Linked DNA regions of Mus musculus: regions 1, 2, 3, 4, 6 and 7 are each linked to region 5. Evidence: chromatin contacts called from public HiChIP or PLAC-seq and promoter capture Hi-C data. All regions are on one chromosome and are shown on one strand. The core of a region is the stretch at or near the end of the contact, and the rest is flanking DNA. Distances in the headings are between cores, read along the strand shown.

What was found. Promoter capture Hi-C pulls out the DNA fragments that hold promoters and counts their contacts. HiChIP or PLAC-seq counts read pairs in DNA pulled down with a chosen protein or histone mark.
Region 1: a FOXA1 HiChIP or PLAC-seq map of pancreatic cancer cells shows a contact between it and region 5. The contact joins the promoter of Sh2d4a here to the promoter of Csgalnact1 in region 5. A contact is called at or near these places in 23 of 39 promoter capture datasets (3T3-L1-derived adipocytes, the C10 cell line, the HPC-7 cell line and 13 more), 2 of 15 datasets of contacts at CTCF or cohesin (large pre-B cells and stem cell-derived epiblast-like cells), 7 of 484 Hi-C or Micro-C datasets (the C2C12 cell line, bone marrow-derived macrophages, brown adipocytes and 3 more), 20 of 115 datasets of contacts at active chromatin or transcription factors (the NIH/3T3 cell line, bone marrow-derived macrophages, embryonic forebrain and 11 more) and 4 of 9 other capture datasets (adipose tissue, embryonic stem cells, liver and 1 more).
Region 2: an H3K27ac HiChIP or PLAC-seq map of the NIH/3T3 cell line shows a contact between it and region 5, with 3 times the contacts expected there. The contact joins the promoter of Lzts1 here to the promoter of Csgalnact1 in region 5. A contact is called at or near these places in 1 of 39 promoter capture datasets (pre-B cells), 1 of 115 datasets of contacts at active chromatin or transcription factors (the NIH/3T3 cell line) and 1 of 9 other capture datasets (adipose tissue).
Region 3: a contact with region 5 is called in a promoter capture Hi-C map of the HPC-7 cell line. The contact joins the enhancer-like site here to the promoter of Csgalnact1 in region 5. A contact is called at or near these places in 13 of 39 promoter capture datasets (3T3-L1-derived adipocytes, the HPC-7 cell line, cranial neural crest and 7 more), 1 of 15 datasets of contacts at CTCF or cohesin (the NIH/3T3 cell line), 1 of 484 Hi-C or Micro-C datasets (bone marrow-derived macrophages), 10 of 115 datasets of contacts at active chromatin or transcription factors (the NIH/3T3 cell line, SST interneurons, T-cell acute lymphoblastic leukemia and 6 more) and 3 of 9 other capture datasets (adipose tissue, liver and pancreatic islet).
Region 4: a contact with region 5 is called in an H3K27ac HiChIP or PLAC-seq map of extraembryonic endoderm stem cells. The contact joins the enhancer-like site here to the promoter of Csgalnact1 in region 5. A contact is called at or near these places in 21 of 39 promoter capture datasets (the 3T3-L1 cell line, 3T3-L1-derived adipocytes, the C10 cell line and 13 more), 2 of 15 datasets of contacts at CTCF or cohesin (the NIH/3T3 cell line and embryonic stem cells), 12 of 484 Hi-C or Micro-C datasets (the Ba/F3 cell line, cerebral cortex, cortical neurons and 3 more), 14 of 115 datasets of contacts at active chromatin or transcription factors (the NIH/3T3 cell line, embryonic limb bud, embryonic stem cells and 4 more) and 2 of 9 other capture datasets (adipose tissue and embryonic stem cells).
Region 6: a promoter capture Hi-C map of the 3T3-L1 cell line shows a contact between it and region 5, with 7 times the contacts expected there. The contact joins the enhancer-like site here to the promoter of Csgalnact1 in region 5. A contact is called at or near these places in 19 of 39 promoter capture datasets (the 3T3-L1 cell line, 3T3-L1-derived adipocytes, the HPC-7 cell line and 11 more), 1 of 15 datasets of contacts at CTCF or cohesin (large pre-B cells), 1 of 484 Hi-C or Micro-C datasets (3T3-L1-derived adipocytes), 6 of 115 datasets of contacts at active chromatin or transcription factors (T-cell acute lymphoblastic leukemia, embryonic stem cells, fibro-adipogenic progenitors and 3 more) and 3 of 9 other capture datasets (adipose tissue, liver and macrophages).
Region 7: a promoter capture Hi-C map of the HPC-7 cell line shows a contact between it and region 5. The contact joins the enhancer-like site here to the promoter of Csgalnact1 in region 5. A contact is called at or near these places in 13 of 39 promoter capture datasets (the HPC-7 cell line, the SN4741 cell line, cranial neural crest and 8 more), 1 of 484 Hi-C or Micro-C datasets (bone marrow-derived macrophages), 7 of 115 datasets of contacts at active chromatin or transcription factors (embryonic limb bud, fetal liver, fibro-adipogenic progenitors and 3 more) and 2 of 9 other capture datasets (adipose tissue and pancreatic islet).

The regions. Positions count from the first base shown.
Region 1 is chr8:68,274,877-68,278,918 of GRCm38.p6, reverse strand. Sh2d4a (SH2 domain containing 4A) reads right to left here and starts at 2,391. Exons shown (of 9, transcript NM_028182.1): 1 at 2,047-2,391.
Region 2 is chr8:69,182,306-69,185,999 of GRCm38.p6, reverse strand. It overlaps Lzts1 (leucine zipper, putative tumor suppressor 1), which reads left to right and starts at 1,802. Exons shown (of 4, transcript NM_001370971.1): 1 at 1,802-2,026.
Region 3 is chr8:68,335,486-68,338,995 of GRCm38.p6, reverse strand. All of the region lies in intron 7 of Sh2d4a (SH2 domain containing 4A), which reads right to left. Among named protein-coding and RNA genes, the nearest start is that of 1700125H03Rik, 31 kb to the left of the region's middle. Within about 2 kb of position 2,230, at least 23 of the 459 cell types and tissues checked have an H3K27ac peak or open chromatin away from gene starts, as enhancers often do. A contact at or near this core is called in the HPC-7 cell line and hematopoietic stem and progenitor cells, where this site is marked.
Region 4 is chr8:69,026,230-69,030,032 of GRCm38.p6, reverse strand. No RefSeq gene overlaps it. Among named protein-coding and RNA genes, the nearest start is that of Gm33103, 26 kb to the right of the region's middle. Within about 2 kb of position 2,427, at least 43 of the 459 cell types and tissues checked have an H3K27ac peak or open chromatin away from gene starts, as enhancers often do. A contact at or near this core is called in embryonic stem cells, epidermal suprabasal cells, extraembryonic endoderm stem cells and 3 more, where this site is marked.
Region 5 is chr8:68,733,792-68,737,526 of GRCm38.p6, reverse strand. Csgalnact1 (chondroitin sulfate N-acetylgalactosaminyltransferase 1) reads left to right here and starts at 2,381. Exons shown (of 10, transcript NM_172753.5): 1 at 2,381-2,501.
Region 6 is chr8:68,442,687-68,446,698 of GRCm38.p6, reverse strand. All of the region lies in intron 4 of Csgalnact1 (chondroitin sulfate N-acetylgalactosaminyltransferase 1), which reads left to right. Among named protein-coding and RNA genes, the nearest start is that of 1700125H03Rik, 76 kb to the right of the region's middle. Within about 2 kb of position 2,143, at least 15 of the 459 cell types and tissues checked have an H3K27ac peak or open chromatin away from gene starts, as enhancers often do.
Region 7 is chr8:68,390,728-68,394,330 of GRCm38.p6, reverse strand. The region is part of intron 5 of Csgalnact1 (chondroitin sulfate N-acetylgalactosaminyltransferase 1); the gene reads left to right. Among named protein-coding and RNA genes, the nearest start is that of 1700125H03Rik, 24 kb to the right of the region's middle. Within about 2 kb of position 1,395, at least 54 of the 459 cell types and tissues checked have an H3K27ac peak or open chromatin away from gene starts, as enhancers often do. A contact at or near this core is called in the HPC-7 cell line, adipose tissue, bone marrow-derived macrophages and 1 more, where this site is marked.

The DNA.
Region 1 (4,042 bases), core at 1,142-3,641, 460 kb after region 5:
ATGGAGTCTCAATTGTCCAGGCTAGTTTTTAACACATCCTAGCCTAAGCAGGCTTTCAGCTTTCCATACTGACTGCCCTTTTTCTCTCACAAAATTGTTATTATAGACCCTGACCACCAGGGACAGTTTAATTACACTTGAAGAAACTACAGTGGCTCCTGGTGGCCTCAGAGAATACAAAAGAAACCCAATTAACAAGTGATGGCTTTTGACTATGGGCACCAAATTGGACTGCTGATTCCCTCTGAGTATAGCAGCAATTGGCTTACAGGATACTTCAAAGGACACCAGCCTAGATTCCCAGCTCTGCCTCCAGTGAGCTGTGACTTTGGGAGGTCACCTCAAGTCTTTGGACCATATTTCCTAATCCATAAAATTAATCTGGGGATCTTTGTAGCTCTTGGATACTGAGATAAAATCTACGTTGAAGTTCCTGAGACAAGTACAGGAAATAAAAAGGAGGAAGTGAATCCGCCTGGGTTTTTCCTTCTTTCACTCTACAGGACAATCACTGCTAACGTTGATCTGCACGGTGATGGTTTTGTCTCATACTGAGTGTAATCACTCGAGGTTCAACACAAAGTGCAGCTCAACTAACTTGTTTTTCTTCTCCTGTGGCATTTTTTTTTTTGAAAAAGACAAATAACAAGCAACAAGTCCATACCTGTTGCTCACTCTAAAAATTTGAAAGAGTACAAAATTCAGTTAGGTTCCCAGGATACCTGTAGATCTGGTCTGACTTTCACACTTTCCATTTTTCTACATAATTGTGTTTTTAATTAGTATAGAGCCTAATACAGCTATCTTCATAGAATTATCGTGGTATGTATAGTACATATATCCCTAAAGTTAAGAATTTAGATTAAGTTCTATCTATTCTTTAAACAGCTAGCTCTGTGGACAGGCTTCGGATTGTTCGATTTTTTTTTTCTCATTAATTTACTTGATGATTTTGAAAATAAAATAAATTGCAAGTGGTGAGAGCAGCTGGAAGTTCTGTAAATGCTCTCGAGATTGAAGTATTTCACAGATATAACTAGACAAGTCCATTTGTGCCCAATCTTCACCTAAGTATTTCTTCCACTTATTTATTAAATTAAAAATTATAAATACATTGTTTCGTTCCACAAACAAGAGAAGCTTGTCAGGGAACTGAGCAAGATGTAGCTGGTTATCCCTGCTTCTCTAGGGCCATAGTGAAGAGAAACACTATTGAGAAAATCTGCAAACAGTGAGTGACTCCACCTAGGGCCCATGAACCCCCCAGGGCAGGAGTGGCTGCGGATGGTTTACTTTTGTTGAGGAAAGTTCTTGCTAGGCTGATTTTAGATTGAGCCTTGACCCAGAACCATAGGGAGGGGACGAGCCCGCTGCTCTCTGTACCACGTGAGGGCGCCCGCGGGAGGGTGTCCCCGCGCGGGGAGCTCTCTAATAGAGTTCTGCGTGGGCTGAAACAGGTTTCAGGACTCTGTCTGGAAGGTCACCTCCGGGCCAGGAGAGACCACATGGCACTGCCCAGTGATTGGACCTCCGCTGATTTGTGGGTACTGTTGCAGGCACCCAGCACCTGCTTCGTGGCCCCGACCCTCGCAGGTTGCTTCCGCAGCTGCACCTGCCCCGGCCAGTGTAAGCACTCACCACGCGTGCATGCACACCGCCCGGGCACCATGACTTCCCTGAAAGACTCCAAGTTGCCTCCGATTCTCCTCCCACTGGAGACTCTTAGTATAATGATCACAAGCCCTCTATTCTTAGGGCCGCCACTCGCCCGGCCCCGGCTGCCGATACTGGACACCCTACACGAGACATCGGACACCCACAGCTGTGGCGGTCGGTTCCTCTGGGCACCCGAGCTCGCCCTGCGCGCGGTGGAGGAGGGACCAGAGGGACAGGTGAACAGCCTGACCGCGGGAACCAGGGTCTCCTCCTGTCCCTGTCCTCTGTGCTTTACCCTTCGCTCTAGAGACTCACCTGCTGGTTCCCACTCCTCGCTCACCCTTCTGCCTGGCTCCATGCTCCAGCGTTTTACCCGACCCGGTCACCTACCTGCTCAGTACCCGGAGCAAGGTGACCCAAGCACCTGCCACCTCCAGATTGCCTACAGCAACTGTCCGGGAAGAGAAGGGAGGACAAGCAGAGACCCAGCCTCCCAGAGACCCAGCCGCGCGGGCTGTCTGGACAAACACTCGGGACCAGAAGGACACTCAGCGTCCAGATCGCAGCCCTGGCCCGCCCCGCCGCGCCCACATGCTGGGGTGACTGACTGGGCGCTCCCTCAAGGCCCCACCCGGGTGCTGGAGGCGCTCCAGGGCCAGTAGGCAAGCTTGGCTGCCTTGGTCCAGTGACAGCAAGGCCACTAGTCCTTGGTTAATCTAGAGCGCTGTCTACAGTCTGGGGTAGTTTGCCTTACCACCTCAGTGGGGGTCTGTGGGACTTATTAATTACAATAGTCCGGCCCCTTCCACATTTGACTTGTAGGTGGAGCCTGCGGAGGCAGGCAAGGCCCATTTGGGAACCTGGGTCCTGCAGGCCAAGTTGGCTGTAGTTCTGCCCCTGCATTCTACAGCTTACTTTTTCCTTCTCTTTTGTTGACATTAAGTAAATTATCAAACTCTGAAGCATTTGTGACTCCAGGTGTGGCTTTACCGAGCATGATCAAGGAAGAGAAAGACTGGAATGCTGCAGGCTGAAGGCACTAGGGACAGGGGCAGCCAGGGAGAGAAACATGAAAGGGGGAAAAAGGTGGAAGTCCCCTGTGACTAACAGATCAGGGCCCGGATGGCACAGAGCACCAATGAAGCCTAAGCATACGTGGGAGGGAGGAAAGCTGAGCCGAGTGGAAAGGTGGACCAGCCTTTTCCACGGGTGAGGAACGTTAGGGATGTGGGGAGAAAACAGGGCTGAGAGGTGCGGAGGGATGACACAGGACCTCAGACTGTGGAGGTTAGAGAGAAGTCTTATAAACAAGAAACACGGTGTGACTTTATACACCCTGTCCAATCGATTTAGGAGCCTGGCATGCTGGACCCAAACATTGTTTATCTTAGGCTTTCACAACCGCAGAAAACCCTTGAGTTGGAAAACCTTACAGCCAGGAGTTACACCCTACACTCTCAGGAAACACGACTCAGCCATTTGGGAATTGTGCTTGAGATCCACTCAGGCAAGGACTCCCGGCCCGAAGCTTACTCTCCACTGTACTGAACTGGGTGGCCAGATGAGGTGCCTTAGAATGCTCTGTCCTCCTCTGCCTACTGGTGGTATCTGCTCAGCACGTGTCCTCACACTCTCTGGAAACTAAGGAGCTGTACAAGCTGGCTATCAGCCAGCTCAGGGGCCCATGGGACACTGATGCTATCACTAGGTACCCTCCTCCAGACTCATTCTGTCTCCAAGTCCTGACAAGCCTTTCTTGATGACAGCTCTCCCCCTTACATTTAGCCTTACAGTTTGCCATTCACGATATCAGCAGTGCCTGGCTGATTCAATTCTTGTGAGGCTCAAGTGAGATAATGCATGCAAAGTGCTCAGAGCATGGCTGGCCCTAATATGTTTGGATACTTACTGCATGCCAGAGACTATTGAATAGATAGAGGCTCTTGCACAAAGTGTTCAGAACCATTTCTGGCACGCAATATTCAAATGCATTTGCTCCTATTACTCCACATCAGATACTGTAAATTCGTGTTCCTACTTTATACCAAGGCTATGAATTTTTGTGTCTCACCTTACCTGGATTGAGGCTATGAGCAATTATCCTGGTCAAAGCATGCAGGCCATTGCTGTACCAGGTATCGGTCTGTGTGCTCAGTAGAAAACAGCAGAAGTGGTGGTGTTCTATTTCCCAGGCTAGTGTGTGGTAGTGGCAAGGATTTATTATCCCAGCACTTGAGATGCTGAAATAGAGAGATAGCAGTTCCAGGCCAGTGTGAGCTACTTAGTTTCAGGCCTAGATTCCCAGTGAGAAGATGAGAAAATAAAGCCTGTAGCTCTGCGTTGTCTGTAGCCCTGTCTCTTCCCCGTCATCCCTTCTCCTTCCCCC
Region 2 (3,694 bases), core at 553-3,052, 450 kb before region 5:
CCAAATACTGCCCACTTTCTACCTAACTGGGCCACAATAGGTTAGTATGCATGCCCAGCTCTCTACCCACGGTGTATTTGAAAGAGATGTCAGTGCTACAGTAAAAGTGTCTTAGTCATGATGAGTCACAATTGTAATCCTAGCTCTCCAAAGAAAAGTCGTGAGCTCAAGGCCAGCCTTGACTACTTACTGAGAATATGTCTCAAAAAAGGAAAAAAGTGCCATATGTAATACCCACTTTGCAGAACAGGAAACTGAGGTCTAGCCTAGGATATGACTTTGTAATAGCAAAGGTAGGGCCAGAACCAGAAAGCTATAGGCTCCTTTGTCCAGTTCTCTGGAATATCACAATCGTGACAAAATTGAGTTTGACCAAGGACAAAGTTGAGTTGACAAAGATCTGTAATCCACCGTCCTTAGTCTCTCTTTGGAGTCCACTGTTACCTTCAAGAGCCAGAACAATTGTTCTGTATCCTCCCTATTCACCAAAATTCCTGAGACACCTCTGAGAAGACATGCTTATACCAAGTCAATGAGTGGGGCACAGAAAGAAGAAAAGGCTTCCATCAAAAGAGGCATCATTCTGCCTGTGGTGGTTAGAGGTGGGAGTAAGGATGGAACTCGGAACTGGAACTGGGGAACGTATAGATAGAGAGACGTCTGGCATAAACTCTCCTGTCTCAGTCTCCCAGGTCTCCCAGGTGCTGGGATTACAGGCTGGCTGGCTATTTATTTTCCCTCTTTAGTGTTCAGGAAGCTAGAATTACATAATTAAATAAAGCTTTAAATTAATCTAGGGTCAAAAGCAGGAGGGAGCAGCAGAGGTTTGGGGCAGGAGAGTGTCAGAAAGACTCTGATTCAGTCATGCTATTAGTGATCCCTACTCTCCTTCCCTTAACCTGCCCCTTTCAGGGCAAAGCTGGCAATTTCTGGACAGCGCCTCTGCCTTCAGACTGGCCTGCTTTTCACTATCTTACCCTCAGTGTACCCTCAGATAGGTGGTGAAAAGTGGGTGGATGGCTGATGCTTTTACTGCTGGGGATCGAAATTAAGGCCACAACCTTTATCTCTGAGCTAATTATCCAGCCCGCCCTGCCTATATATTTCTACTTTATATTTTGAAACAAGGTTACACTTCGGTGCTCCAGGCAGGACTTGAATTTTTAATTCTCCTGTTTCAGCCTCTCTCAAGTCCCTGGGATTACTGGCTAGCATCACTCAGGCTTCTGAAGTGTCAAAATTTAATTGGATCTTTTTGAGGACTGAAGTCAGGAGGCTCTGGGCTCTCTGGTCTATAATCGCAGCAAGGTGAAGCAATACCCTCATAACCCCTCTAGACCGTTAGTTTGGTCCTTAAACCAAGAAACTCAACCTTTTGCTGGGGTTGTGGCTGGGAGTTGGGCTGGAGAAATCACCGGTAAGAGGCAGAGGTAGCAAAGAAGAAGGGAATGCAGAAAATGGGTAAAGAAAATGCAAAGGCGAATAGAATGCAGACAGAGAAAGCAAGAACGAGGAGACAGTGGAAGATGAGGAAAGATAGAGAAAGGCTGAACAGACAGGAACCCCCGAGTGTGATGAAACGAGAGCTAAGAAACTGCGAGCCTGACCGGCGCGGGCTTTGGGCACAGAGGAGCCAGGAGGTCGGAGCAACCCCAGCTGTCAGTCTGGAACAAAGGCCGGGGAGAGAGCAGGACAGGGTGCAGGCAGTGCGGGCCAATGAATGTCGTTGACTCTGGCCCCGCCCCACTCGTGCCCCGCCCCACCCCGCCCCGCCGGCGGCCAGGGACCCAGCGCAAGGGCCAGAGCGCCCGGACGAGCTGGCGGGCTCTGGGAGGCTCCGACAAGCTCACAGTCCGAAAGTTTCTCTGTCTTTCTGCTGCTCCTGGGAGTGTGACTTGAGCGACGCGGGATCCGCCGGCTCTAGGAGCCCTCCAGAAAAAGAGAAAGGGGCACTGCACAAAATACACCGAAAAATCAAAATCTGCAGCCATTTGCAGCTATCCCCAAGGCGGAGGAGGACAGACAGGTAAGGTACGGGTACCCAGGGTCCTGTTCCTCCTTCGTGCAGGGTCTACAGCTCTGCGGACGGCCCAGACACAGGGAAGACTTCGCTTTCTACAGCATACCACTCCCGGGAGTGAGTCCGCTCGTCTGTCGGTCTTTGTCTGTCTGTGTCCGCGTCTGTCTAGGTGTCTTTGTTTCTACATGTAACTATCGGGGTGAAGGGCAGTGGTAGGTGTGGGGGAGTCTTCTTCCCTGTCACTGATTGTATTTCTAATCTGACCCCAGCCGGAAGGAAATGGTGTGCATCAGTCAATCCTTATGTCTTTGTCTGTCAGACCGGGGATTCTCGTAAACCTGAATTTCATCTTGGAGACGTGCATTAGGTGACATGAATGTAGAGATGAAGAAATGAGAGGTGAGGAAGTGAGGCCACAGAGACTGGGGCCCCAGACAGAGGATCCAGCTGCTGGCGACTGGCTAGTGAACTTTACCTTGCTGGCTGGAACTTTGGAGGTACATGTGTCTGGAAGGAATAGGAATGAGCTTGGACGAATACACAGGTAGACAGACACATAGACACACACTGACACACCTCAGTTCACTCCTTTTTCTCATTCACCACAGGGAATCAGATCCCCTCTGTTTTTGCTTCTCATCTGCCCTGGCTTCACTCAGCAATAGAAACCCAAACACCACGGACCAGGTGATGTTTCCCTTCCCTGCTCCAAGTGGAAGGGATTAAACTGTGGCACATGTGAGCATTCTGCTCACCCACGGGTTGTCAGTCCTCAATTTCCCAAGCACTAGAGATGTTTAGGGATCCAAGAACCATGCCTTCTGCCCTCAGGTTTTCTGCATGCTCCTTGGATTGCTGAGGAGCAGGCTCTGGGTTCTGGGTAGCTGTCATCGAGACTTCTCCACCAGAGGGTCTCTCCTCCCTGGAAACACAATCTAGTCTCAGCCCATCACAGAGAGATGAGCTGCCCGCATGCACTTCTCCCAGAACCCAGATCCTGACGGGGGGGGGGGGGGGGCTGCTGGTAAGGGATTTTGAGGATTTGTAACCTGAGCTTCCTTCAAGTTCAGAAACAATTTTCTGCAGGCAGACAGAAGGAAAATGGAGGTGTTTGAAAGGTGTATGCACATGAATATCCAAGTTAGAGTTTACAGGGGTAAGAGTCTTCAAGGTTGGCACAGAGCAGAATGTGGGCAGGAGTCTGTGGGCAGAGAATGCACCCTAATCAGGCAATGGCCCACACCTTGTATTTACCTAGCTCTTTCTTCTGACCATTTTCAGTGCATCATAGATGTTATCTCATTTGTTGTCTCCTTTATCCTCACACCGTAACTACCACATTAGTATGAGATGTGATTTACTCTGTGTCTGCCAGTGAAGAAACAGAGGCACCAAAATGCAAGGGTGTTCCCTGAGATCCCATAACCAATGAGAGCCAAGTCCATCATTAATGAAATCCAAAACTTCATGTCTTAGCTGTGGAGATGGGAGTATAGAGCACTCATCTGCTAGAGTTGAGAAGAACTGTCTGTGTGTGGGGGGAGGGGGAGATGGCGGGGGGGGGGGAATGAGAGCATCCTTCCTGGAGGGTTCATGGAAGGACCAGACATTTGCTTTTGCTCAGGATGATTGTCTTTCCTATTTCTAGCCTATGTCTTGGCGCCCTCTGCAAGG
Region 3 (3,510 bases), core at 981-3,480, 400 kb after region 5:
TAAGCCACACAAGCCCTGTTCCCTGGGGGGACTGTTGTGACTCTTCACACACGTGAGTTCATTTGCTCTGCACAGAAACCCCTGCAACACATTTACTACCTCCCCCGCGCACACGGGAGAGAGCACAACTCACATAGTGGTGTTCTGAAAATTAAGTTCCAAAACTCCTCCCTTCTCTCATTTCTCATCATTTCCACCCTTGTGAGGCAGCACTCAAAGGCTAAGACATTCAAAAACAACCGTGTATATGGTATACAATTAGAAATTCGCCACACATACCCCAACATAGGACAGGTCCAGGAAAGGCATGAGAAGACCTCACATTTATACCTCACACTGATCCTTGGCACAGAAGCCGCCTGTAACTACAGGAAACAAACACGAACACATGTAACAGTGCAAAAAAGGGCTGAAGAGATGGTTCAGTAGCTAAAAAGACCTAAGTTCAGATTCTTAGCACTCATCTCAAAGTTGGGTGTTATATATGATGTCCCAGTGCTGGAAAAGTGAAGACAGGCAGAGATCTTCTGGCCAGCAAGCCTAATCAAAACAAAAAGCTCCAGATGAGTGAGAATGCTGACTTGGAGACTAGAGTGGAGACTGATAGAGCAAGAATCCTGACCTTTGCACTCACGTGCAAGGCATGCAGACTAGCACCCGCATGCACATACATATAGATAATGTATGGACTGAGGATGGAGAGATGGGGGAACAAGGGAAGCTGATAAGGGGGAAGAATATCAGTAAAGTCAAATACACACATGTATGAAATATTGTAAGGGAAACCATCACTTCCTATGCTAACTAAAAATGTTTTAAAAACAACAAAAATGACTAAGCTGGTGAATTTTATATAATATCAAATTTAACACAATAATAAATGGAAAGCTGTCTATGTACCTTGTATCTGTGAAAAAAATGAATTGCAGGTTGGATGTACCTGATAGAAACAAAAAAAAAAAATCATTAAAAAAGAAAATCTAATCTGAATAGTATTGAAATGAAAAATTGTGCCTCAAAATGTGCTAAGGTGTGAAAAGATAAATCATAAACTAGAAGAAAGGATAGCTGGCCCATATAATTGGTAAATGATTAGTGTTTAAAACATATAAAATTCTACAAAGCAAAACAAAATATCAATAGATATCTTGGAAAATGATCAAAATATCCAAAAAATTGTTTTCAATTCTCAGACAGCAAACATGAGGGGCTCAGGTTCATTGTGCAACAGTGCAAACACAGTTATCACAATTCCACTGTGGTCCCACACTACGGAAGGCAATGGAATCAGATGATATCAAGTGCTGGTTTGAACAAAGTAGAGAGGAATGTTGGGAACAGACATAGGAGCATACACTAGGGTACTAGCTTCTGAGGCGCTGGGCCACACTCAGTACATTGTTCACCATGCTTGTCCACACGTGTTGCAGAGTTGGGAGGTTTTCAAATAACAACATATCTTGGTAGACTTACAAGGTGAACAGTTAGAACCAGAAAATGGAGGAAATGAGATGTTCTACAATCTAAAATATTTGCTCAAGTTCTGGAGTGTTTCTGATTCGGGCTGTTTGGATTAGGATCGTTCAACATGCATCCTTAAACACACACATGCCTCTCCTTTCCAGAAATTCTGTATCTGTGAAAAAACTATGATATGTAGGCATGATGAGATGTACTCAAGGGTGATGCGAGGCCATTTTCTGTAGTACTGACCAGTAAACACACAATCAGCTGCATTTCAGAGAGACAAAGTGTGAACCGCCCTGTCTCCATTGCAGGAATGTGAAATTCTGTCTTCCTAAAATGGAAGCCAAGGATTTATGTCGGCCTCCTGACATGCATATTTATTATCACATTATTTATTTATTGTATTATTTATTTGCTTATAACTATGATAAATATTTGTATAAGAATGAATCAACAATGATATCATATTTATAAAATATTATGTGTAACACAGCACATTTGTGTTTTCTAGGCAAAGCTCCCACTGGATTTTTAGCTGTGCCATGTCCTCTGGCTTTACACAACTCTTTCAGACAGAACTGCCAGTTGACATATCAGAATTCTTAATGACATCAGCTAACACTTCCAATTTTCATACCCTGCTGTTTAAAAAAAAAAACCAAAAGACAGAAATGAAAATGTGACTGCTCTCATAATCAGGGACAACAGCACACAGCAACTGCTCAAGGACACAGGAACTACAAAGGCTGATTTCCTGTGCTTATCTTAAAAGGAAATGGGGGTGGGGTGGGGTCAGCAGACAGCAGAGGTGGCTATGCTGAAGGCATACAGAATCAGCAGAGTTCTGTTAGTCTCTGACAACATCACCACACCACAGAGGGACCTTACTCACAAGAGCATGGGGCATCTCTAGGAGTCAATGAAACCAAAGTCAAAGCACAGGTTCAAGGACACCTGGCAGTTCTGCTGAGACACGGGCTACTAAAGCAGCTATCAGGGAAAAGATATCATAGACGGGCCAGGGTTTTTGAAGTGGTTGCTCTTGCTGGGTGTTTGGAAACTTATTTTTTGTGGTCTATTTATATATGAAATAATACTACTAAACAGTAAGATGCCTTACACACAGTTCAAACCAAGACACTCTATGTGTGAAGTGGGAGAGATTGCCTTGAATAAACACTTAGGTAATAAGTCCAGTCCAAGCACACATAATGCCTTCTTTTATTTTCTGGGTCGGGGTTAGAACTGATCACTTTGTACATTATGGGTGACTAACTGAGTCAGAGCTGTACTCCAGGTCCCTGTCCACTGGTCTTAAATATCTGATTGCTCTTGAACTGAAGCAGTCAGGGGATATGACCTAGGGCAACAGAGTAGCCTTAATTAAACAAATATCTTAAGTCAAATGCTGAAACCATCAGCTCATACTGTCCAACGACTCAAAGAACTTGTAGACTTGCAGACTTGTTAGAGCAACAGAAAAACAGGATCAAAGCCACAGGACCAACCAGGGATCATGCAGGAGCTGGACCTAAACCTCTCATACCTGTAGCAAACCACCTTGGTATTCAGGTGGTTAGCCTAACAAGTGGAATGGGGCAGGAGGAGCTATGCAGCCTCTGTTCCCTGCCATTGGATCTCCTTCTCCCTACTTGGATTGCCTGGATGGGCCTCGTGGGAGAAGATGTGCCTAGGCTTGTTGGGACTAGATGCCCCAGGGTGAGGTGGTACCCAAGGGAGGATCCACTTCAATGGGTGGGGGGGATTTAGAAGGGTGAGGCTGGGAAAAAGGAGGGAGGAGGCTAAGATGGGGATGTAAAGTGAATTTTAAAATAGCTTCAGTTTCCCCTTTAAGAGATAAGAAAATTGGGGCTCTAGTAGTTTGAGTAGCGATTGAAAGAGATCATTGCTTCTTCAAGGTCACTGAACTGGATATGAAAGAGCTGGTGCTTAGCTGGCCTTCTGCCTGCTAACCCTGCCTCAGTCTGTCAAACCACTGACGTTCTAGTGGAGGAAGACAATAGCATGTGCTGAAGTCACACT
Region 4 (3,803 bases), core at 1,178-3,677, 290 kb before region 5:
TAACATATATGAAATCTGTCTTGTGGAGCAGGCCTAGCATCCAACCAAAGAGCAGTTAGTTACTGTGGCATCATTCTACCAGTAGGCACATAGTAAACTTGACCAGTTTGGGGCTGGAAATCAGTCAGCATTTAAAGAGTGCTTGCTGCTCTCCCAAAGGATCCAAGTTCAGCTCCCAGTACCTACCCTGGGCAGCTCACCACTCCCTATAACTTAAATTCCAAGGGATCAAGCACCTGCTTCTGACCCCCGTGGACACCTCCATGCTACCTCTAGTATACAAAGATGCACACACATGTACATAAGCAAATTGTTTTTAAATCTCTCAAGTGTTTGAGCCACTATTTCTGGCTTATGGATCCTATCCTCTATGTTCACATTCTTATCTACTACTGTTATTATATTACAGAAAAGCTATTATATTGTAGAAATTGCCCAGTTTTTTTCTTGACAACAATTTTATATAATCTACTGTCTCTCTTTAATGGTAGATAGATACGGAATATCTTTGCTGGCCTCTTCTCTGCTCTTCAACTTCCAGATATAGTTTTATTATGACTTTCTAAAGTAATAATACTAATCTGCATGCTTATTGCTCACTGCTGAACTGGAGGCATGGAATCTGATTTCATTGTTTCTCCAGATTTTGTTTCTCAAGAATGCTTTCAGGAATCTCTTTGTTTTCTTTTCTTTTTTTTTTTTTTTTTTTTTTTTTTTTTTTTTTTTTTTTTTTTTTGGTTTTTCGAGACAGGGTTTCTCTGTATAGCCCTGGCTGTCCTGGAACTCACTCTGTAGACCAGACTAGCCTCGAACTCAGAAATCCGCCTGCCTCTGCCTCCCGAGTGCTGGGATTAAAGGCGTGCGCCACCACCGCCCGGCCTCTCTGTTTTCTTAAGGGGCTCTCTTTTCTCTCCACCAACTTTCCCTTTCATGAGCTCATCTGCTTTTACTCTGCATGCTCATATCTGTGCCAGCAGAAAAGTTGTCCTAGTTTCTGCATGAGGCTCTCTCCCTCTTCCTTAGGCTCCAAAACCCACAAGTGGTACAAGGACACTTAGAAGGGTGTGGTGGGCAGGGTTAGAGAGCTGAGATCATTGTCTTGTCTCCCGAGCTAAGATTTCCTCACCCACCCAGCTTCCCAGCTTCCCAAGTGTTTTTTGGGAAAATACTCTTTTCTCCTTTGCTTCTCTCCTCTTCAATTTTTTTTTAAATAATTGGAGTGTAACACATCCAACATGTGTAAGTTTTGAGTGAGTACTGATAAATTTGTTTTATATATATATATATATACTTTTCTGATAAAGAAAGCATACACTTGTAAGCCTTCAAAGACAACAGTCTCCTCACACTTCTTCCCGGTGACTCACCCACTCCTACAAACCTCTGCGTTCTGTCCCCATTAATTAATTGTGTTGACTTTCAAAGAAATATTGACTTTCATCCATTTCTCAACTAAGATTCCTTTTCAGTTAGAACTTCATGATATGTGGTACTCTTAAAGGGCCTCTCACTTCATCCTGCTGGATTTGGCATGATGGTACCATTGTGCAGATGAAAAACTGAGTCAGATGTAAAATGATCAGCTTGATTTCAGATAGTCACTTCTCGTACAACAAATAGCAGAGCCTTATTGAACTCAGACCAACTTGGCTCCCAAGTCTGAGCACCTTCTCTTTTAAGCCAGTTATCCTTGTTAATGCTGTCTGCTTTTGAGTAATGTTTGGTAGACATTGGTAGATTGTTTCTGGCACATTCCTTTAGGAGATAACCAAGATATATACAATGGACAGAAGCCTAGAGTCCAGACTTAATCTGGATGGTGTCTGCCATGGAAAAGCCTTTATGTGTCTTAGTAACAAACTTACTCTGGCTGTCCCGTGTTGCTGCAAGGAGCAGAGGAGGGAGTGTATGACTGGGCAAAACCAGAACAAAGGATTAGTCTCCTCTAAAGGATCTGATGGTCAAGTCTTTCATAATTCTCCAGCTGTAGAGAAGAAAGGAGACTCGGATAGGGAGAAGCTTGGAATCCTCGGGAGGGGAGGGTGTTGTCAGCAAGCAGTGGGAGAGGTAGGGAAAGGAATGTGCGAGAGGAACAAAGGTTGGCGGGGTGGGTAGATAAAGGCTCTTGAGCAATCTCCAGGAGTTGTCCTCAGAAGAATAGATGAAAAGGCAAGGGGGTGGGGAGGCTGGAGGTGCAGCTCAGCGCTGGAGTTCATCCATGTGCTAGAGAGGAAAAACTGGAAAAGCTGTCTGGGCAGGAGGTGTGGAGATGGCTAGTCTCTGTCCCCAGTAGTTAATCTTCCCTGGTTATTTGATGGGATGCTTAGGGAGAGGTTTTTAAGACAATTGCACTTCTCCCTTTGGTCAGATAAGTGAGTTCCAGAGTGAGCCTGTTCCTGTGCTCAGGAGAGAAAGCAGACAAGGTCAGAGGAACCTGCATTCTGAGCAACTTCTCAGGCCTGATAGTGGATCAAAGCACCATCCCAGGGTATCTTTGCCTGAGCCTCAACAACATGGAAATTTACAGGTGTGATTATATGTCTTCAGATTCTGGGGTTGGGTTGGGGGCGGGGGAGAGAAGGAGACAGATTGTATCTAAGAAATGGAATCTTTAAGGGAAGGGAACCTGTCCCAGCCAATGTGCGAGTGTGAAGTGTGGCCAGAGAAGGGTCAGAAGGATTCTGAAGGTGGAAGGGGCTGTGAGAACATGGGGGTCTCAGATAGCTGGGAAAAGCGCAGACACAGATTCTTCAGAACTCTGATCCTGCAGAAGAGTGCCTCCTGCCATCTCGTGGATTTTAGCCCAGCGACATTTATTTTGGATTTCTATTCTACAGAACAGTAAGAGTTTTGAAAAAGATGTATTGTTTTAAGCCACTGAGTTTGTAGGATTTGTTCTAGTAGCAATAGAAAAATAAATACAGACATATACACACATGCATGTATGTAAAGAGGATGAAAGCTTAAGAAAAATCAGAGAATTATATACTTTTATTTTTTGTTTTTAATTAATTAATTAATTAATTAATTAATTAATTAATTTTGGCATTTCCTTTTTATTTAAAATAGATTATCTTCTCACATAATGTGTCCTGATAAAAGTTTTCTCTCCTCCTCCTCCTCCTCTTCTTCTTCCTCCTCCTCTCCTCCTCTTCTTCCTCTTCTTCCTCCTCCTCAGCCCTTCCCACTTCCTTTCCCAGCTGGATCTATTCCATTTCTGTTGTTTATTAGAAAACAAAGGGACCTTTAAGGGATAGTAAAAAAATATAATAAGATAAAACCAAAGCTAACATTGGAATAGGACAAAACACAAAACAGAAGAAAAGAGCTCTTCACACACACAAAAAAAATTAAAAGCATAAGAAATAGATCCACTTGTTATTTGCATACTCAGAATCTCATAAAACCAGTAAACTGGCCAGATGTGGTGGCACACACTTTTAATCCCAGCACACAGGAGGCAGAGTAAAGCAGATCTCTGAGTTTGAAGCCAGCTAATCTATATGAGCTGCAGGACAGCCAGGGCTACACAGAAACACTGCCTCAAAAACCAAAAACAATAAGAAAAAAAAAACAAAAACAATAAACTGGAAACCTAGTATATATGCGAAGGACCTGGGTTGGGGAGACAAAATAAAATAAAAATAAAAAACAAGATAAAATTAAAAAAAAAAAAAGAAGAAGAAGAAGAGGAAAAGCCCTAATCAGGACATTACGAGACAAGAAGCCTCCAAAGATGCTTCTGAGTTGTTTTGTGTCGGCCGTCTACTGCTGGCCATGGGGCCTACCCTTAAGAGAGGTTT
Region 5 (3,735 bases), core at 1,132-3,631:
CCTAGTTCCCAGGAGGCCACACAAAATGTCTTCTCTTTTTGTTCCTTTTTAATTTTTTCATCCAACGCTGACCTTTACATTCATTACAGTGAATGTCTGTAATCATAGCACTCAGGAGCCCAAGGCAGGAGGATCATAGGTTGAAAGTGGTTCTTGGCTACCATGAGTTTGACATCATCCTGGACTCATGAGACTGAGTCTCTAAATAATAAAACAGAAACTACATCTAGGCTTAGTGTTCTGCCCAGCCTTTCTGGTCCTTGGCTCTAGGGCATGCATGGAAATCCATCTTTCTGCTAGTTTCACTGTTCAGTTTTGTCGGGGGCTGCCTCTCCTGATGATGGAGATAAAATGTCCACATGACAGAACTCTGTAAGAGAACTTCCTGAGCAGATAATCCACTGTAAATTTCTCTCTTGTTCACCCAGGAAAAGGTATCTTCTCTTAATGATGCTGTTACTTAGTTTAATTGCGTTATCACTTTCTCAATTCAATTATTTTTCATATACTATTGAAGCTATTAAAAACAGAAGGACACCGGTCCCGGAAAACTGGCTTTCAATTGGCATGCAGTGACACACTGGCATATGCGTTGGTATCTCCTGCAATACCCCAGAGCCAATATCCAAGTGGGAGACGTTCGAAAGTGGTGACCTGATGCACCTCCACATGCTAAACACCCATAAAGGAACCACAGTCGACCCTTAAGTGGTCCCCTTCTTTATTCTATTTAGAGTAATAGAGATTATTGTATCTATAAATGTGGGAAGCCACATGTGCCGTTGCAGAGTGGCGCTGGCTACTGCTGGCCACCATGCATAAGTTTGGACAAACAACCAATGTGTACATATGCAGTAAAGTTTTTTGCCAAGATACTGCCTGGCCCGGGCATGATAATGAGGTTTTGAGAGTATAGCCAATCAGATGTGAGACATGCAAATGAGGTATGATAATGAGACTCTGTGAGGTACTAAGAGAGAGTAACCAATCAGATGAGGAACATGCAAATGAGGTATAGTGCATAACCAATCTGGGTGTGAGACACGCCTCTCCTAGGCCTATATAAGCAGCACAAGTTCTGGGCTTGGGGTCTCTTTGCTTCTGCAATCAAGCTCTCCCAATAAACGTGTGCAGAAGGATCCTGTTGCAGCGTCATTCTTGCTGGTTGAGTCGGGCGCACGCAAGATATAAAGTATGTTCTCTATCTTTCACATAGCCTGCAGGGCATGTCTGTGCTGGGGCCATGGCATACTCAGAATTTCTAGCCCATTTTTCCAAACTAAAACCTATGTATAACTTTATTACATGATTCTGGAGACACCATTGAGTAAAGAGATGAGAGCTACTTCAGTAGGTGAAAGCAATCAGAACTAGAAGAACCTATCAGTAGATGAAGACAGGAATGCTTTAGTGGCAGTTAGGACAAAAGCTCTGAAGAAGTTGCCCGACTACCTACTAAGTGTGAAATCAAAAAACCCTGACTTCCACCTAGTGACGTCCATCTGCAAATGGAAATTGCCATATGATTGCCTTTTGAGGATGCTAGGAGCTAATCTGTGAGAAATAACTGATGTCCACATATGTACGTGCATATCTATGCAGTGTTAACTCTTTGTTATCTTCCTATCATGCAGTACTTTGATGCAGCTAGAAAAATTACACTGTATGTTTTGTGATTTGGCAAACACGGATTCTTCTATTTTTCCACGAATCTCAGCTGAGTTGATGTAGGGATGTGGCCGCTAGAGGTCCTTACAGACATCGCTTAGCCACAGTTGGGGCTGAAGGGTTAAAGGGGTTTCTGATCTTTTGTAAATAAAAGCTTCTTACTGAAGGCCTTATTACTACAACTCAGGGCACCCAAAACAGTGACTATCTTATTAATTCTCTCAAGTAGAGTGTAAGAAGTTTTGGAGGCAAGCCATTAGGACAGTCCTAGCAGCGCAAATGCCTCGGGGATGAGTTGGGGAGTGGGGACGAACTTGTAGGATAGATGCCCCCTCTCTGTTGGGGCGCAACTTCCAACAGTGCCCTAGTCTCTATCGCCAACTTCTCTGATGTTGGTGATCAATCACACTTGAAGTCTCTACGGTACAGGAGACCCTGCTCTCCACTCATGCTCCCTGCAGTGACAGTCTCTCAACCAGGGCACCCTGCTCTGCTCGGACCTGGAGCGGGGACGCACTGCAGACTGGCCCTGGAGGAATTAGATGACTGCAGCCATACACGACCCCAGCCCTGAGGCCCACGCTACCCCCACCTCTCAGCTCTCGGCTCCTCGGGCTCCCACTCGGAGGCCGGCGCTGTGCTTGGCCGCTGTTCAGCCCGCGCTCCCCGCTTTCCCCCTCCCCCTACTGCTCCGGGTCCCTGGAGGCTCAGCGGCTGTTGGAACTGGAGGTGGAGCCGAGCCCAGGGCCGCCTCGCAGGAGGGAAAGTTCAGCGGCAGCAGGGGAGCAGCGTAGCCGAGGGATCCGGCTCCGCTGTCTGCAGTGTTGCCTGGGGTAAGTCGGGGTCCCTACCCTGAGGGCTGGACGGGTGTGGCCCGCTATGTGCGGGCGTGTCGCTGCCGTTTTCCAGTCCGCGCCACTGCCCCCGACCTCGACCTCAGGGTGGCTCTCTGTCAGCCGGGAGGACGCCTGCACCGCTGGCTTCCAGAGACCACTGCTGTCCTAGGGCTGAGGACTCCGGAATCACTGCCCTCTGTAGCCCTTGCGAGGCGCGTGGAGGGATCGGTGTCTCTAGGTGGACGCGCGAGGGTCCCGTGCCGCACCCCACGGCCAGCTCAGCTTCTTCAGCGGTAATTGAGCCCCCAGCTGTTGGCTTACTCTCCAGAAACCCCACTTCAAAGTAGCCTTGGCATATGTGCGGGTGCCTCTAGTTTGCTGTTTTTGGATTGTATTTGCTGTGATGAAGAGGGTGGCCCGTGGGCAGCACGCTCCCCTGCATTGTGCCGCCGCGATGGTGACTCTCTGGATCCCAAGGGTCTTCACATCTGCATGTGACTGCATGCAGTTGTATGTGCCAGGGGCGGGGAGAAGCTCTTCCAGGGAATGGTCTAGGGGTGCAGTGGGGCATTCCGAGGGCTGGAGGAAAAGGAAAGCTGTGCTGGGCGAAGGCAAAGTTGTTTGTTTCCGCCACACTTCCTGCACCTGTACCCCTGTCGTCAGTGATTCTGAAGTTATGGAGGAAAAGACGTTAACACTATTGTACATATCCTCAGTGGACGCTAAAAATGAAGTAGTAATGAATGATCGGATGGCTGTATTTTGCAAAATCCATTTTTTATTCAGATTGCAACGACTTGGCACAGTTTTGACTTAAATGTCATTAAAGACAACTAACTACGATTCTATATTTATAAAGAATTTAAATATCTAGTAAACCCTAGCAATTCCACGGGGTTTATTGGATTGTGTTGACACTTTTTGTTCAAGAGAGCTCCAATTATTATGGTCCTTGAGCATTAATAAACTATGGGTTCTGCTGCGTGGAGAGAAGTCTAACAAACTTGGAAACAGAAGTGTAAGGCAGAGAGTAACTGGTTCTCTAGGCATAAAAGGTCACCTGAACACACAGAAGAGGGATTGCTGTAACAGAGGGATTATGTGTTGAGCTTCCAGAAAATATGAGATGGGCAATTCCCATTGTAGGAACCTAATACATATATGATCACTCCTCTGCATTGAATCAACTACCTAATGGATGTGTCCAATGTGCTTCACTAGGGTGAGCTCA
Region 6 (4,012 bases), core at 894-3,393, 290 kb after region 5:
TATATATATACACACATATATATTTATGTGTTTGTGTGTGTGTATTTGTTTATTTTGCAAGACCTTGGGGCTATATACCATTCAATATGCTGCCATGACATATTTACTTTCTAACCGGCTCACTCAGATAGCACAATAGAGCACCTATTTGACAGGGTTAGATGAAGGCAGAACTAGAAAGCAATTTGGAAGTTCTTCAAAATATTCGGTATAACATAATCATATGAACAACTGTTAGACTTCTATGTATCTACCAGTGAAATTAAAAACACACATTCACCCCAAATATCTATGCAAATGTTCATACTAACATGGTTCATTACAGTAGAAGATGTAAATAATTCTATCACTGGATGATTGAGGAAAAAAATCAGACATTCACACAATGGAAAATAATTGATCCTTAGAAAGAAATGAATGTAAGAAAAAGCAATGAGGTAAGGCTAGAGAGATAGCTCAGCAGTGAAGAGCACTTGTTCTTTTTGTTGAGGACCCAGGTTTAGTTCTAACACCAATGTGGTAGGTCATAACTATCCATAACTCCAGTTTCAAAGGACCCAGGGCCTGCTGACCTCCATGGGTACAAAGCACTATATAGTGCATATAGATATATTTAACAAAAGTATTCAAACACATGCAAAATCAAATAAATCTAAAAAAAGAGCAAGAAAACAATGAGTAATGATGCTTTCTACCTGAAATTACTATACTGAGAGGAAGAAACTAAACAAAATGCCATATGTTGCATAATTCCAGTTATGGCCAATGTCCAGAATTGGTTATTCTATTGGGGCATGGAGTTAGATTAGTGACGGATAGTATTTTTTAGGTAGGTAGATGGGATGGGGTGATGCTAATGGGTGTATCTTCCTTTGGGGAAGATAATGTGTTCTAAATTTAGGTCATGCTGATAGTTACAAATTTTGATGATTACAGAATGACAATAATGGGCTTGTGCACTTAAAACAGGACAATGCTTGGCATTATATCTCAGTGAACTGATTAAAATTAAAAGATATAATCTCTATCCCCAAAGAAAAAAGTAAAAAGACTCAAACTGGGAGATTAATTTGAAAGTTTTTAAAACAGTGAGCTGACTAACTAACGGGCTCCTGAAGGAATCTGGTAGAACATGCTAAACTAAGTATGGTCTGGAGGTTAAATTCTTTAGGTTACACAGTGATCTCAGATTTTTCCACATTTTCAACAGGATTTAATGGAGACTCTAATAAACATATTTAGAAAAGAAATTTAATGGCAACTATCACAGTTATTGATGCCAGGTTTCTTTGCTACTTAAAAATATTACTATCACATTTTCATAAGACATTAATGCAATCAAGGGAGGTTAGGCATAGGCTGAAAGAAGAGAGACACAAATCTTGTCTTTACCATAAGGAGACAAATTTCAATAGGGAAAATTATGAAAAATCTCTACCCATGTTGTTGTGATAATACACAGTTGACTACAACACAGATGACTTTCAAACCTGGAAATAATTTTTCTTTATGCTATCACTAGTTGGGGGCTAACTAGTCTAGCATAGCCAGCATCACACAGCTGAGATTCCAGATAAAGCGAATAGCACCACTACCATAAAAGCCTTTAGAATAAAACTCAAGTGAAATGGAAATATTATACCTTATATCACAGGGCCTGCCACCAATTCTCAAGGCAGCCCAGTCCAGCAGGGTAGATGGTACAGATTTTAATACTGAAACATGAAGAGAGGCTGGAGGTTAAAGCTACAGTTAGCTGATGTGGTCTACAACTGGAGTAGTATGCTGGAACCTGAAGATAAAAAAAAGTGTTCACCTCTCTGGGATGATTATTTATTCAACAAATACCTACTGAGTCCCACAACATGCCTGGACTTGTCCAAGGACCTCAGCATGAAAGCTGTGTATCCTTGACCCTGGATAAACAGTTTCCTAAAAGGAGACTTTGTGGTTCTCATATAGTTAGCAATTTCTTAACTAAATACTATAAATTTCTGAGAGTCTCAGCAGCTCTCAATGAACCTTTAAGACTTGAGTATAAGCACGGCATTCATTTTCTCATTCTAAGTTGGATTCTCCTTGAATTGTGACCATATAGGATCAGCGAATAGAGTTTATGAGCAACACAGAGTGTACTTTGCTTCCCTGCCATGTTTAATGAAACCAGTCATCTCTGTGACCTCTTCCCACAAACCATGTTGCAAGGAATTCATGAAAAATTGCCAATTACTTGCTTTAATATAAAATGTGTGGACTATAAAAGTATGCTTTAGTACCCTTTAACCACGAACCAAAAAATATTCAGAACCAGTTATGTCCTTTTCACACTGTTGGACATCACAGAAAGGCTGAGCATGGAATGTTAAGAAAAAACTTTCTTTTGATTAAATGTGCACTTAAATATGAGTTATTACTTAAACTCAGTAAAAAATAGGAAGTGACATATACACAAGCATCTGGTTTATGACTGAAAGAGGGTTTCATTTTTTTTTCTACCAGAAAAGAAGAGAAAAAATTGGAAGCACAACTTGGGCATCAAACAGTCACAATGTAGGGAGTAAACAGATACATAATGAATGCATGATATTGGTGAGAATGAGTGAATGAAAATATATATTTAGTAATGGCAGTATGAGTTGGTACCACTGTTATGTGAGGTGATTTTTTTAAAATCAAGAACCTTTAAAATGTTCATACATTTTACAAGTATTTTCACCTCTAAAAATATATTCTGAAGAATATTCATGAATATTTATATCAAGACTGTTCATCTTGAACATGAACTGAAGAGATGGCTAAATGGTTATGAGCATGCTAATCTTATAAAGAATCAGGGTTTAGTTCCCAACATCACATTGGGCAGCACACAACTATCTATAACTCTAGTTCCAGGGCTATCTGATGTCTCTGGCCTCCATAGGAACCTGCATTCATACACACACACACACACACACACACACACACACACACACACACACTCACACATGCATACACATGAACACACATGCATACACACATATACATGCATGCACACACATATGCACACACACCTACATATACACAAAATGGTCATTATTATTAAAAACAATCCTGATGTCTAGCATGAGGAGACAGATGAAGTTATACAGTGTCTAGAAAGAGGCATAGTATATTTTTAACATAGAAGAAACCCTGTTATGAAAAACTATCATTTTAATTATGAAAAGTAAAAAACATGACTATTAAGAAGAAAAGACTAAGAGGATAAAAATATTATATTAACCTAGGGATTTTCTTGGTATGTGTTAGAGTGCCAGTACTGCATTCTCCAGAAATTCCATGCTGAGTAACTGTTGTCTTTTCACTTTCTGATGGGATATGAATGCTCAAATTATGATGGATTAAAAAGAAAATACTTATTTTATTTTAATTTTGTGTGTCTGCACTTATGTGTGAATATCGTGTGTGTGAGTGTCTGCATTTATCTGTGAATATCTTGTGTATGTGTGTGTGTGTGTGTGTGTGTGTGTGTGTGTGCCTGTGTGTGTGTGTGTGTGAGTGAGTGTGCTGCCAATGGACCCAGAGGAGTACATCAGATATAGTGGAACTAGAGTTATAAGAGGTTATGAACCTGGGTCCTCTGCAAGACCCACAACTGAGCTTAACTGCTGAGCCAAAAATAATGTTTGACTTCCTAAACCTGACAAAATGGTGTTCTTTTTTAAAAAAAATTTATTGGCTATTTTATTTATTTACATTTCAAACTTTATTCCCTTCCCAGTGGTTTCCCTTCCACAAACCCCCTATCCCCTGCCCCCTCCCTCCTGCTATAGTGAGGATGCTTCCCCACCCACCCACCCACTCCCACCTCACCTCCCTAGCATTCCCCTATCTCGGCGTGTCTATCAAGTCTTCACAGGACCAAAGGCCTCTCCTCCCACTGTTGCCAGGTAATGGTGTTCTTGAAACAGACAGTATCACAGGAGTCCTGGATTTCCCTGCTGTCCATTCCATCTGGAGAACACAGAAGTGA
Region 7 (3,603 bases), core at 146-2,645, 340 kb after region 5:
GTTCATTGGCCTCCACAACTATGGTTATTCCACTTCACTACATTGTTACTCTCCAGTTATCCCAGTTTTCTGCAACTTAAGCATCTCCTTGCATGTGAGATTTTCATTCGTAAAACCTGGAGTGTCTGAAGTAAACCTGGATTTTTATTCCCTTGGAGGGATCAAATGTGATAGCCCTTTGTTAATCCTTCGCCAAGGAAAACAAAATGCATTGCATAAGCCAGGGACTCACTGAATGTGGATTCCTGAATTTGTGTGTTGATCTGATTTATGTTGTTACAATACGTTGTTAAAAAATGAGTATACACAAAGTTGATTAAGGCAGCCATGGTGGCTTATGACTATATTCTCAGTCCTTGGGACATTGATGAAGGAGGAGTAATGTAAGCCTGAAGCCAGCCTGGGCCACATAAGAAATCTCAGACTAGTCCGGGCTATGCAATGAGAGTCCCTGCTCATAAACAAACTAACAAACAAACAGAACAAACAGAACAAAAAAGTAGTTTACTTAGTTGGTTTTAGAAATTTAAGGCTTGGTCCTACCATTGACTTGTTCCTGGTGAGGTTATCATAGTGAATGGAGTTAGGGTGAGAACACATCACACAAGGAGAAACCACAGCATGAAGGGAAAAAGCCCTCAGGAGCCAGATAGAGCTGTGCTTTCCCAGCTCGCCCTCCCTCTCCTCTTCTCTCCTCTCCTCTCTTCTCCTCTCCCTTCTCCTTTTCTCTCCTCTCCTCTCCCTTCTCCTTTTCTCTCCTCTCCTCTCCCTTCTCCTCTTCTCCCCTCCCCTCTTCTTTTTCCTCCCCTTCCTACCACCTTCTTGCCTCACCTCTCCTTTCATCTCATCTACTTTCTTCTCTTCTCTTCCTTTCCTTTCCCTTTCTTTTCTTATTCCTTAGCCATCTTCCCTTATCTCCCCCCCCCAACACCCCTACTTCCTTTCTTTTCTTCTGAGACAGGATCTGGCTTGGAATACATTCCATTTCCCAAATGTTAGAATGGTAGGCATGTATCAACATGTCTAGGTAACCACACAGGAACACACCAAAGTCCCACAAAATGTAAAGTAATTCCTTCCAATGACAGTTCCCCCAGTGACTTAATCACCTTACACTAAACCCCACCTCCTGGTACCACCACACTGAGAGCCAAGCTACCAACACATCAATTTTTGAGTGAGAACTTCATGCACACCACACTACAGAGGTTTCCCCAGGCCGCTCAGCATGGGGTATAAAAACTGACATCCCAGCTTAATGACACACAGCTTCCTGCTTTCTCTTATCCAACATGAGATCACCAATTTCCCACGATTCTCCCAGTCTTTCCTGGTCTTCTTAAATGTGCAAGGTCATGTGCTTAGAATGCACTGCCAGCCCAAGTGTCATAGAACAGAGCCAGCTCCCTGCCTCTGATGACAACTAAAGCAACTGCCACTTATGCCTCAGAGGCTGCAGCTGTCCCAGTGCATATACCATCAGTGCCCAACCCCCAACTATAAGTACCCTTTGGCACTGATTCCCCTTAAGTCCTGGCCTAGATTGACAATGACCCCTTAAGGCTTCCGATTCTGTAAAGGAAGTTTTTTAGTGTTGCTTCACTTCAGGAAGTCACATGGGATTTCGCAAGAATGGTCTGGAGTATCAGACAGACACTGGAGGGTTCATTTCTCTTCAAGCCAAGCTTTCCCTCCTGCAGAGCAGATGTTACTGCTCAAATAGATTCTAAAGACAGGGCTGTAAAACTGGGAACCTTTTATATTCTACTCTTTCCAGCCCTAAGTACATTGGCAAACTGTGGAGATACGTTTGGTTCTGACAACTGGGTTAGGAGGATACTGTTGGCACATAGTTGGTGGAGGCCTGAAATGATGCTGACTGTCTTTCAGCACACAGGACAGCTCTTCCCACATAGTTTCAAGCTTATTCCCATGGTGTTCTGTGCCTAAGGGTACAATACCTCTTGCAAACAGGCCTACGGAAGCCTCTAGACCACCAGATCTGTTTGACAGTGTCTGACCAGCTTCCTTATCAGAAACCTAAGATGACCAGTCCTCCCCCCACCCAATGATTTCCACTTGTTTTGTTGAGGTTTTTTTCTACTTCACGTCTTTCTGCACACAGCACTGTGTTCAACAATTAATTCTATACAGTAAGACTGTCAGATCTAATAGACTCATCCCTCCTATTGCAAAGGTGGCCAGCCCTAGAGGCAGATACTACACTGATTCTAGGGAACCAGATATGTGTGTGTGAGACTCCCTGTATCGCTCTCGGAGGTCATTGGAATGCATTTTCTTACCTCTAAGCCAAGATTTGGGCAATGGTCCCACACTTCTATAAACAGCTCAGTCCTACAGAACTCAAAGACCATGAAATTGTGACTTTGACTTCTCAGGAGATAAAAATATAGTTCAGCATAAAGGACTGTAACACATGTTTTATGCCTAAAAATGTATTGTAACTAGTCTTGGCACTGTGTGACAATGACTTAGGGAAGAACAAACCATTTTATTGGGAAAATCACCCTTAAAAGGTACAGTCTTTATGATGTAGAAGCAGAATTTTCAGTTTCCATATTGAGGTCAAAGAATTGGGGCTGTTGAAGTAATGGGAAGTATTTATGGATCTAGTATGCTCCCGAGAGGGGGTGACAAGACCTGAGTTCCCTGCGACCATTTATAGTTTCCCTGACCACCCTACCACAGTATCCCTGGGGATATGCTCACAAAAGCAGACAGACCTGTCACCTCAGCAATGTAGATAGCATTGTCCAAATACAAATGATGAACAGGGTAAACATAGAAGTCTGTATATGGCATGAGTCTATCATTTGTTACTTCTTTTTAATCTTTATCTCGGAAACAAACCACATCTGCACATGTTCCTCTAATCACACATATTCCCATAGATTTTTGCCAAGGACAGGGCAGTCACGTGGAAAAAGTTTTGGAAAATACAAAGACCATTCAGACGTCAGTAGTGGGACTTGCACAACCTTAGGGAGGAGTGGTTTCTTTGTGTGAGTTCTGCCTAGGAGACTGGAAACTTCTTCAAGAGAAGACATGCCAGTCCTACTTGTTATTTAAGATTCTCTTGGTAGAGTGTTTAGCATGTGCTATATTGTCAACAAACACTTGTTGAATGAATGAAGAAAATAATTCGCAAAAACCTAAAATGGAGAACTGGAAGCAGATACAGAGGAAGCTTGGATTTATCTTTCTGTCATCCTAACCTAGCTGTTTAAGGGTTAGGCCTGATTTAGAAACACCAAAGACAGAGGCAGCAAAGATAGTAGTGGAAAAAAATTAAGATGCTTCAATTCAGGCTCAGCAGGGATAGATCCCCTGCACTCCCTAACACATATAGTTTTAAAGCACAACTTCTCCAGCACCTGGCCTGTGTGCATGATTTCCTTCCACTCTGGTGGAGGAAGCAGAAGCAATATCTGGCAAGTTTGCTAAGGGAATCTTGTACAGGGACTTTCTCGGAGGCTCACCTGAAGCCAGGCTGAGTCTTACATGCCTGTTGCTTGGTGTCAGGGTGATGTCCCTTACAGATCTCTTCGTTCTTGATCCATTCTTTCTGAATTCTTCCCATCT